Regions from separate parts of the Mus musculus genome. Here region 2 is linked to region 1. A link is a contact called in public HiCAR-type data. All regions are on one chromosome and are shown on one strand. The core of a region is the stretch at or near the end of the contact, and the rest is flanking DNA. Distances in the headings are between cores, read along the strand shown. Region 1 overlaps Fnbp1 (formin binding protein 1). Region 2 overlaps Fnbp1 (formin binding protein 1).

Region 1 (4,622 bases), core at 733-3,232:
GCATCAAGTCAGAGGATGAAAGACAGGGAAGTCTTACAAAACCAGAGACAGGGACAGAGAGGGCAGGTCCTCAGGGTTGGGCCTGTGCTTTGTCCACGGTTTGTGGAAGTGCTGACATCCATGCATTGGGGCCAGTATTACAGACATTTTGTGAGGTACCACCTCAGAGCAGAGGGGAGGGTACCAAGGTGGGGGAGCAGCTGACAAGGTGGGCCTGGCTTTGGGTTTCAAGAGCAAGCAAGGATTAGCTTCAGGCTTTCTTGGCCCCGCCTCCTCCCCGTAAGGCCAAGCCCGGCACACTGCCCTCTGCCCTCTGGGACCCCTGTGAGGCTGTTCAGGACTCACATGAGGAAGACCTAGGGGACAGTATGGAAGTCTGGTACCTAAGAGTCAGGGTCTCAGCGCTGACACAGTTAGTCTGACCTGTGGCCCAGGCAGTTTCGCTCCAGCAGGTTACCAGGCATCTAACTCCAGAACCTCTGACTTTCAGCAAGTTGGGCTGACCACAGCCCCCTCCAGAGTGTTTTTTATGGGTCTGTTCACAGATCTCATTAATGCATGAAGGACAAGGAAAGACTTGCCACAAAGGTAAAATGGAGAGGCTGCCAGTCTTCTTCAGATGACCTTTAAAGCCTGCGCCTGTCCCTGTGTCCCCTCACTTCTTTTTTAATTTCCTGTACTACCTTACATCCAGAAAGGATGGTGGATGAGCGTCTTCAGGCCGTTCTCTGAGAAAGTCGGTCTGCCGTGGACATCCTGTGGAACTGTACTGGCTCTGGGGGGAAGGGAATGCAGGATTTCCCCAGAAGCTCTACACTCCCTGTCCCCAGGACCCACTGCCTGTCACCCCTAGCTGCTAGTGTGCTGAGACAAGAATGACTCACTGTAAAAGAACCTGCCCTGCAGATGACTTAGAGATGGAAATAAAAGGAACGTGACATTTACCGCTTTTTTTTTTTCTATGCAGGACGTGAAGCTGCAATGGCCCCTCCCTCTAGGCTGAGCATGCTTATCCAGGGCCCCAGCCCAAACAACACACAGGGAGGCCATTAATGCCTTCTGGTGGCATCTGTAGTGAACGTAGAATGTCCACATGAAGTTAAAAAAAAAAAGTTCCGTTCCTGCCAGTATTTTTCCCAGAAATTGCCGTTTTGTGATTCCTTTTGATTTTGTGTCTGTATAACATCCAAAATGTCTCTAATACTGGCCCCAACTTCTCTTTTAACCTGACATCAAGCACCTTTTAAATCATGCGTGTGCAAGTTCGTGTATGTGTGTGTGTGCCTCTGTATGTGTGTGTGTGTGTGTGTGCGTGTGTGTGTGTGTGTGTGTGTGTGTGTGTGCGTGCTAATTCTAAGCCTTGAGGGCAGGGCACTGTTGGGAAGGCCCTCAGAGCTGTCAGGTCTTGGTCTTGCCTGTGACTCTGGAGGTGGAATTAAAACCAAACAAAGTGCTTTCAGTAGAGAGCACTCTTACCCATGTAATTAAATGTTAGTCCTTTCAATGTTAAATAAAGTATAACTTCTAGTGTACCTGGTTCTCTGTTGTATGAAGAAATGACGCTGGGCCTGGGGAGATGGCTTAGTGGGTAAAAAGCTGAGCACAGCAGGCGCCTGCCTGAACCCTCAACACTAGGGGGTGGCAGAAGCAGGTAGAGTTCTGTGAGTTCAAGGACAGCCAGGACACCCAAGGTTACACAGTGTGACCTGCCTCAAACAACTTAAGAAAGTGACAGAGAGCAATACCCAATGATAGTGATCTGGTCTCCTATATGTGTAAGTTGATGAAACACACCCATAAAAAATTGCACACACACACATACACACTCAGGGAGGGAAGGATTCTAGTCACAGAAGCTCCCAAGGCTGATGGCTGGCCTCTGGTCTTCTCTATCACTATGTAAACTCAAGAGGAGTCACTGTACCCAGGGAAAGGCTAGGGACCTCCTCATCTATAAATGTCACTTCCACGTCCTATCACAGTGACACATTGTGTCCAGGAATGGCAGGCATGTGGGGGAAGTAGTTCTGATGGGGGTGACTCCTTGGCAAGTGAGCATTTCCTTTTTTGCCCCTCCTCCTCCAGCTGGTTGGCCTCTGCCCTCAGGGATGCCAATGTGTGTGGGGGGAGTTTAAGCAAGGAGGACATGGTCACGGTCCACTTATGCCCCTCTTCCCGATGACTAGGCTAGATCTGTAAACCAGGTCAGCACTCTTTGAGTCTAAAGGACCACATGCAGGCCTGGAGTGTTGGCACACACCCTCAATTTCAGCACTCAGAAGGCAGAGACAGGAGGATCTCTGTGAATTCCAGGCCAGCGTGACTACATGGTGAGTTTCAGGCCAGCTAGGACTACATAGTCAGACCCTGTCTTAAAGCGGGTGGGTGGCACATGCCTGATACCCACTGGCTTGCCTGTTGGAGAGCAAGGTCCCACAGCTGGCTTTGAAAGACTGTAATACTCAGGAGGTAGACACAGGAGGGCCAGGGCCAGTTCAAGGCTGGTCTGGGCTAATAAATTACCATTCATCATAGGGACAATGTGCTGGAGAGTACCAGGTGACTGTTGCTAGCAAAAGATTAATTTTGGAAAGCCATTTCCAGAATGTTCTTTGAAGACTTGGTTGTTCCTTCAGAAAGGACTTTAGATCTGAACCAGGTATCTCTTTGGCTCTGACACTCTTAACAAAGCAGGTGACATGGCTCCAAACCAGGGAGTGGGCTGTAATTGCTATCCTGGTACTGGGGTTGCAGAGACGTTCTTAATTCACAAGATCAGAACAGTCACATGCTCTTGGGCTGGGTTTCTCCAAATACCAGCTCCAAATATTCTGGAAATACCAACTGGCCCAGGCACCCTCAGCGCCCCCTTGCCCTGGCCACACCCAGGCCCCAGGCGCCTTGGTGAGAGAATGTCGACCCCTAGTGGAAGAAAGCAGAACTGAAGTAGCATCCCTAAGTGACTATGGAGGAAGCCTAAGGGGCTGGGAAATCCCTCATCTCCCCTCTTCCCCTCCAGTATCAGCTTTGTGAGACCCCAAGTCACACTCTTAACTGCTGCTGCTGGGCAGTAGAATGGCTCAGGGGATGGAGGCAGCAGAGTCTTTGTGGCTCCCAAATCAGAGAATCAAAAGAAAGGACTCTCAAATTGCTGCTATCAAACATGAGCACTGTGTTCTGAGAAAGTAGGTGGTGGCTGGGCAGTGAATGTGGCAGCTGTAACCTGGGTTTTCAGGAGTTCCAGGCCAGCCTGGGCTACATAGCAGAACCCTGTTTCTGCAAAAAAATTAAAAGGTAGACTAAGCTTGGAGGGATAGATGTCTCCTGACTCTGCCCATCACTCAAAAAGAATCCTCATTTCCCTAGTCCCTGCAGTCCTTCCCTCTGGTGTCCAAATATGGGAAGACAACCAACCAGCGCCCAGTAGCCCCTCGGTGTCATATAAGGTACCCATTAGACTCCATCTGGAACATACTCGTCCCTGTCCAGTTGGTTTTTAGTGACATCAACTAGGGACAAACTGCCTTTGTCCTTAGAACCAGGCAGGCAGGAAGGATATTTCCAGTCCTGCAGTGTCCTGCTGGACAGTGCCCCAGAAAGGGACAGCACCAGTCTGTGCGGCCTCACACACACACACACACACACACACACACACACACACACACACACACCTCTCCATGTGAGGACCTCAAGGTTAGCTGCTCTATTTTCAGGGTCCAGGTTGGTACTGGTGCATCTATACCAATTTTCTCTGCTCCATTCTCCTGGTCCCGGAGAGAGAGGAAGCCTGATGCTAAAATTCTACTGATTTCTGGCTCAGAATTAGGTAGACTCAGGATGGTTGTCTTTGCCTTGGATCTAAAGCAGAACATGGACAGAAAGTACGCGCTTGCAGTCCATGCAACTTTGTGGACAGAACCGTAGACAATTAGAAATTGCATGGGTCCCCAAGGGCCAGCCACCTGCTCTGCAGTGATGGATGGTCACCTGCTTCCACAGAGAGGCACCGTCCTTCCCAGACTCCTCCTCAAAGAACCTGCCGTAGGGCTGGAAACTGGTCCCACCTCCCAGGCCCCAGGAACTTCTTCTGTGTCTCAGCTTGGGTAAATAGCTACCGACTAGTTGAGTTGCTAGATAGGTTCACCAGAGCATCTTAAGAGCTGAGTATTTATTTCAAGAAAACTACAGGTATATGTTGAGGCAAATCAGGGTCATTTCTAGCTTGCTCATTTTCCCACAGTTACCAAGCCCCTGAAATAACTCCAGACAGAATTTCACCTTGGGAAGCCCCCCACAGGTAGTAACTTGTTACATGTAAACAGAGGTGGGGCACAGGGACTCGTGTAGTCTAGACCGGCCTCCTCGTTTCATCAGGTGGCCAAGGTTGACCCTTCTGCCTCCTCCTGTAGTTTCTAACTCAAGCCGGTTCCACCAGTCCTGGATTAAGTGGTGGGGACTGAATCCATGCATATCAGATAGATGGATTCTCTATCAACAGAGGCATATTCCCAGTTCTAAAGGTGACTTTTTGTTTAGTGGACTTTTTGTTTGTTTTGAGATGAAGTCTATAGCCCAGGCTAGCCTCCAGCCCACTATGTAGCTGATCTTGAACTCCTGACCCT
Region 2 (4,622 bases), core at 562-3,061, 74 kb before region 1:
GTGGTTATCTTGCTCCTTTCTTGTTAAACTAGATAAAGCCGAGTGTGTTTATTCTATGGCCACCGCTGTGGGGTTTTTTGCCCAGAGTTCGTTTTCTGAGTCTGACATTGCAGGTCTTGTCTGTCTGTCTCGGGCTTTTCTGCCATTCTGGTTTGTGTTTTAGTTCGTCTCTAATGTGAAATACTCTTGGGAGTGTGAGTTGTTTATTTTTCTTGTGTGTTTTCATTTTTCTCCAGGCTGGGTTTTCCCTTCTTCTCTCCGTGTCCTTGTCCCTCTCCCTTGTCCTTGTCATCATCGTCCTCACCCCCCCCCACCCCCCCCCACCCCCCCCACCCCCCCCCACCCCACCCCCCCCCCCCGGGCTTCTGACAGTGCTTGACAAATCTCTTCACATTGGGTGTGTTTGACCTGGGGCAGTCTGATGAACTAACTGCCAGTGCAGGGGGCGACCCTGTGCCCGCTTCACTTCACAGCTATACGATTTGGGGCACGTTGTACCCTGGGAACAACTGTAAAATGTAAATGGTGGGAATTTTTTGCCTTTTAAAGTTGGTGAGTTACTTTTCTCACCCCGCTGACCAAATACCAGCGTAGTAAACAAAGAAGGGTTTGCTCTGGCTTGCAGTTTTAGGGGGACACAGTCCATCACAGTGGCTGGAGCTTGAGGTAGCTGCTTCCACAGTGAGGGTGGTCAGGAAGCAAAGAGGTGACTTCTACACACTTCCTCCTCCTCATGCGGTCTGAGACCCCAGCCCGTGGGATGGTGCCGACCCATACAGGGTGTATCCTCCCTCCTCAGCTAAACCTCGCTGGAAACTGCGGATTGCTGGCCGCAAGGCCCAAAGGGGAGAACGTTGGAAGTCTTCTGGCTGACCCCAGCATTCTCATTGCGCAGTGACGCTAGCACATTCACCACATGTTGTCCCTTCCCATCTGTGGACTCCGAGGACCTGGGCAAAGCGTGGGCTTGCCTGTGGTCTCAAGCTTCAAACATGGGGAAACCCTCACAAACGTAGGGATCCCATGGGAGCATGCCTCTTCTCCTGAATGACCCTGCCACGGCCCAAAGCGCTAGGAGTTTCGGGACAGACAATTGCTCTGAATCCCTAAGTTGGACCTCTTCCCCAGCGGATTCTCAGAGGCAGCTGTGTCCAGCCTCCAGAGGGAGCAAAACCAACAGGTCGGCCCCAGAGCCGGTTGCTTTTTTCTTGAGTGTGTCCTCTCTGTTCAGTTTGCTTCTGTCTGAACTGGCTCAGGGCAGTGGCCTTATTTCCTCTTGTGTCCATTCTAAGTTGCCTCCAACATCCTCCATCTCTGCTGTTCTCAGGAACATCTTTCCAAGGTGTATAGACTGAGGTGAGCATCTTGCTTCATTTGTTTATTGTCTGATAATGCAAACTTTCCCACCTCCCCCTCTCTGTCTCTCTCTGTCTCTGTCTCTCTCTCTCTCTCTCTCTGTGTATTCATATATATGATTTTTTTATTTTTATTTATTTATTTATTTTTAAGCATAAAAGCCCCAGCTGGCTTTGGGCTGATTCCATAGTCCAGACGGGCTTTGAACTCAGGATCTACCAGCCTCAGCCTCATTAGTAGCTGGGATTTCAGGACTGTGCTCTGGGCAGATTCCTGGTCCCCTTCTCTCTGGTGCCTTCCATTTGCTGGGCGAGCACCCTCCACCTTCTGCCACCCTGATTCAGATGTCTCGTGGTAACTGTTCAGAAAAATAAAAGAACAGATCCAAACATTCCTAGGCTCCACCCTAGACGTTCTGGTTCAGGGCACCTGGAAAAGGGCCCAAGTATCTGCTGTAAAAGTCCCTGTGGATCACAGGGTCGGCCAGATCAGAGCCAGCAGCCTCGGGAACTCATGTTTTCCTCTCCACTTGTTCGTCTACCCAAAGAGCTGGATGAGTATAGGAACACACTGGGTTCCTCAGCAGATCCAGAAAACGTAAAGGCAGTGTTCTGAGGGCGTGTTTTTTAAAACAAAAAAACAAAAAAAAAACCAAAACTTAATACAAGGCTGGAAAGCCTATCCCAAGGCAAGAGGTTTGGAAGGGTTTATAGAGAAAGAACCTTGGACTAGGGGCTTTGGGGATGCCTCAGTAGATAAGCGTGCCTGTTGGCCAAGCATGAGGATATGAGTTCAAATCCCTAGCACCCACAGAAATAGCTGATCGTGACCGTTTACATCGATAATTCCAGAGCTGCAAGGACTGGAGACTCGAAGGTCACCGGGGCTTGCTGGCTGCCAGCCGGGCCCTGAATTCTGTCTCCAGGAAACAAGGCAGAGAGCGGGAGAAGAGGGCACTTGCTGGCCTCTAGTCTCTGCGTGTGTTTGTCGAGGCTTGGGTATGACCACACCACACACTTCACTGGGGCATGGTAGCGCACATCTTTTTTTTTTTTTTTTTTTTTTTTTTTAAAGATTTATTTATTTATTATATGTAAGTACACTGTAGCTGTCTTCAGACACTCCAGAAGAGGGCATCAGGTCTCATTACAGGTGGTTGTTAGCCACCATGTGGTTGCTGGGATTTGAACTTCGGACCTTTGGAAGAGCAGTCGGGTGCTCTTACCCACTGAGCCATCTCGCCAGCCCCAGTGGCGCACATCTTTAGTTCCAGCAGTGAGATCTCTGGATTTGAGGCCAGCTGACTAGCTACTGAATTCTAAGAAAAGAGTACCTCAGGCACTCAGGAGGTTGAGGCAGGAGGATCACCACAAATTCTAGGCCAGTCTAGACCACACTGAATAAGCCTTTAAATTTTATTTCATTTTTAATTAATTAATTAGGTTTTTTTTTTGTGGGCAGCTACAGTGTGCATGTGGAGGTCAGAGGTCATCCAGTGGAAGTCAGTTCTCTCTTATGACAGTGAAGGTTCTAGGGATCAGACTCATGTTATTGGGCTAGGCCCTAGGGACTAACCTTTATCCACAGATCCCTCTTGCCAGCTCTTATAAAGTAACATTTGCCACATCTAGTCAGGCTCCACTTCCTTCTGGTCCATTTAACATTTAAATTACCTCATGTCCAGGACTAGAGGCTAAAAAGCAAATGTGGGGGGCTGGAGAGATGGCTCAGCAGTTAAGAGTACTGACTGCTCTTCCAGAGGTCCTGAGTTCAAATCCCAGCAACCACATGGTGGCTCACAACCATCTGTAATGGGATCCGATGCCCTCTTCTGGTGTGTGTCTGAAGACAGCTACAGTGCACTCATATAAATAAATAAATAAATAAATAATTTTTTAAAAATGAAAATGTAGATTTAATTTTTGTTTTGAGGTGAGTTTTTTTGTTATTGTTTTTTGTTGTTGTTGGGGTTTTTTGGGGGACAGAGTTTCTCTATGTAGCCCTATCTGTCCTAGAACTCAATCTGTAGACCAGGCTAGCCTCAAACTCAAAGAGATCCACCTAAAGGCTTGTGCCACCACCACTACCACCTGGCAAATGTATGTTTGTTTCTTTTTAAACCAGTTTGAGAATTTTTATGTGAGGACTGAACTTAGAAGTGGAGTTTTCAATTTGTAAGTTATGATTAACAAAAGAAGTGGTTAGTATTTAAAACTGCACACTAAAAATATCTGGAAAGCAGCCACAGGGCTCTTCTTTGGAATCTTTTGCTGAACTCAGCCCGGCCCACCCCACTTTGTTCCCTGCCCACCCCTCCCACCTGGCTTTGGAGTGACTAACCTTCGTTGCTCTTTCAGTATGAAGTGCTTCTCCTTTTTTGCCTTTTTTTCTCCCTTAAAACAAACATTTACAGAAAATGGGCTTTAATTGTACAACTTTATGACTTTAAAAAAAAAACAAAAAAACAAAGCAAAACTCGTAAGGTGCATGCGTCATCTGTCATTCCTGGTTCCTCTGTGTACTTCCAAATAAGGTGACACATCTTTCATTTTGGTCTTAGGAATCTTTCAAAGAAATACCAACCTAAGAAGAACTCGAAGGAAGAGGAGGAGTACAAGTAGGTGCATTGCTGGCAGATGTGTAGTGAGATGAGATGTGTGTAGTTGGTGCATTGCTGGCAGATGTGTAGTGAGATGTGTGTAGCTGGTGGTTGGGAAGTGGGTGGGAACTGCATCTTGTCATATAAGTACCGTCCCACCTTCCTGTCTATGTCCATGAACCTGAGGGGCACAATGAGAACCTGGACCCTAAGCCACTGGACCCATTTGAGACTGTTTCCATTAAACTCTAAGAAAAAGTCTAGGAAGTGCTGCAAGCCTGTGTGGGCAGTGTGGGGGCTGGGGAAGCCCTGGAGTGGTGGCCTCAATCTTCCCAACGCTGTGACCCTTTCATACAGTTCCTGGTGTTGTGGTGACCCCCAGATGTAAAACGATTTCATTGCTACTTTGTAACTATAATTTTGCTACTATTATGAATTGTAATCTAAATAGCTGGTGTGCAGAATATCGGACCTTGTAAAAGGGTCATTTGACACCCCGCTAAGAGGTCACAACCCACAGATTGAGAACCACGGCCCTAGAGTCTGGGCTCCCTTCTGTATCGCCAGAAGCCTTACGTCACCTGCTCATCCAGCCAAGAGCCTTGACTGTCTCAGTCAGCAGCAATGGGTCACTGTGCGAGGTGGAAGTACCGTCTTTGATGTAGGT

The links. HiCAR-type assays count read pairs that join an accessible place to other places.
Region 2: a contact with region 1 is called in a HiCAR-type map of kidney, with 2.4 times the contacts expected there. The contact joins two enhancer-like sites. A contact is called at or near these places in 1 of 39 promoter capture datasets (macrophages), 3 of 15 datasets of contacts at CTCF or cohesin (CD8 T cells, the G1E-ER4 cell line and large pre-B cells), 14 of 484 Hi-C or Micro-C datasets (the 63-12 cell line, B cells, the Ba/F3 cell line and 10 more), 10 of 115 datasets of contacts at active chromatin or transcription factors (CD8 T cells, the HPC-7 cell line, bone marrow-derived macrophages and 6 more) and 5 of 9 other capture datasets (adipose tissue, bone marrow-derived macrophages, liver and 2 more).

What each region holds. Positions count from the first base shown.
Region 1 is chr2:31,023,116-31,027,737 of GRCm38.p6, reverse strand. Fnbp1 (formin binding protein 1) reads left to right here. Exons shown (of 17, transcript NM_001177648.1): 17 at 1-1,532. Among named protein-coding and RNA genes, the nearest start is that of Gm39786, 29 kb to the right of the region's middle. Within about 2 kb of position 1,982, at least 62 of the 459 cell types and tissues checked have an H3K27ac peak or open chromatin away from gene starts, as enhancers often do. A contact at or near this core is called in kidney, where this site is marked.
Region 2 is chr2:31,096,445-31,101,066 of GRCm38.p6, reverse strand. It overlaps Fnbp1 (formin binding protein 1), which reads left to right. Exons shown (of 17, transcript NM_001177648.1): 3 at 3,917-3,973. Among named protein-coding and RNA genes, the nearest start is that of Fnbp1, 43 kb to the left of the region's middle. Within about 2 kb of position 1,811, at least 1 of the 459 cell types and tissues checked has an H3K27ac peak or open chromatin away from gene starts, as enhancers often do. A contact at or near this core is called in kidney, where this site is marked.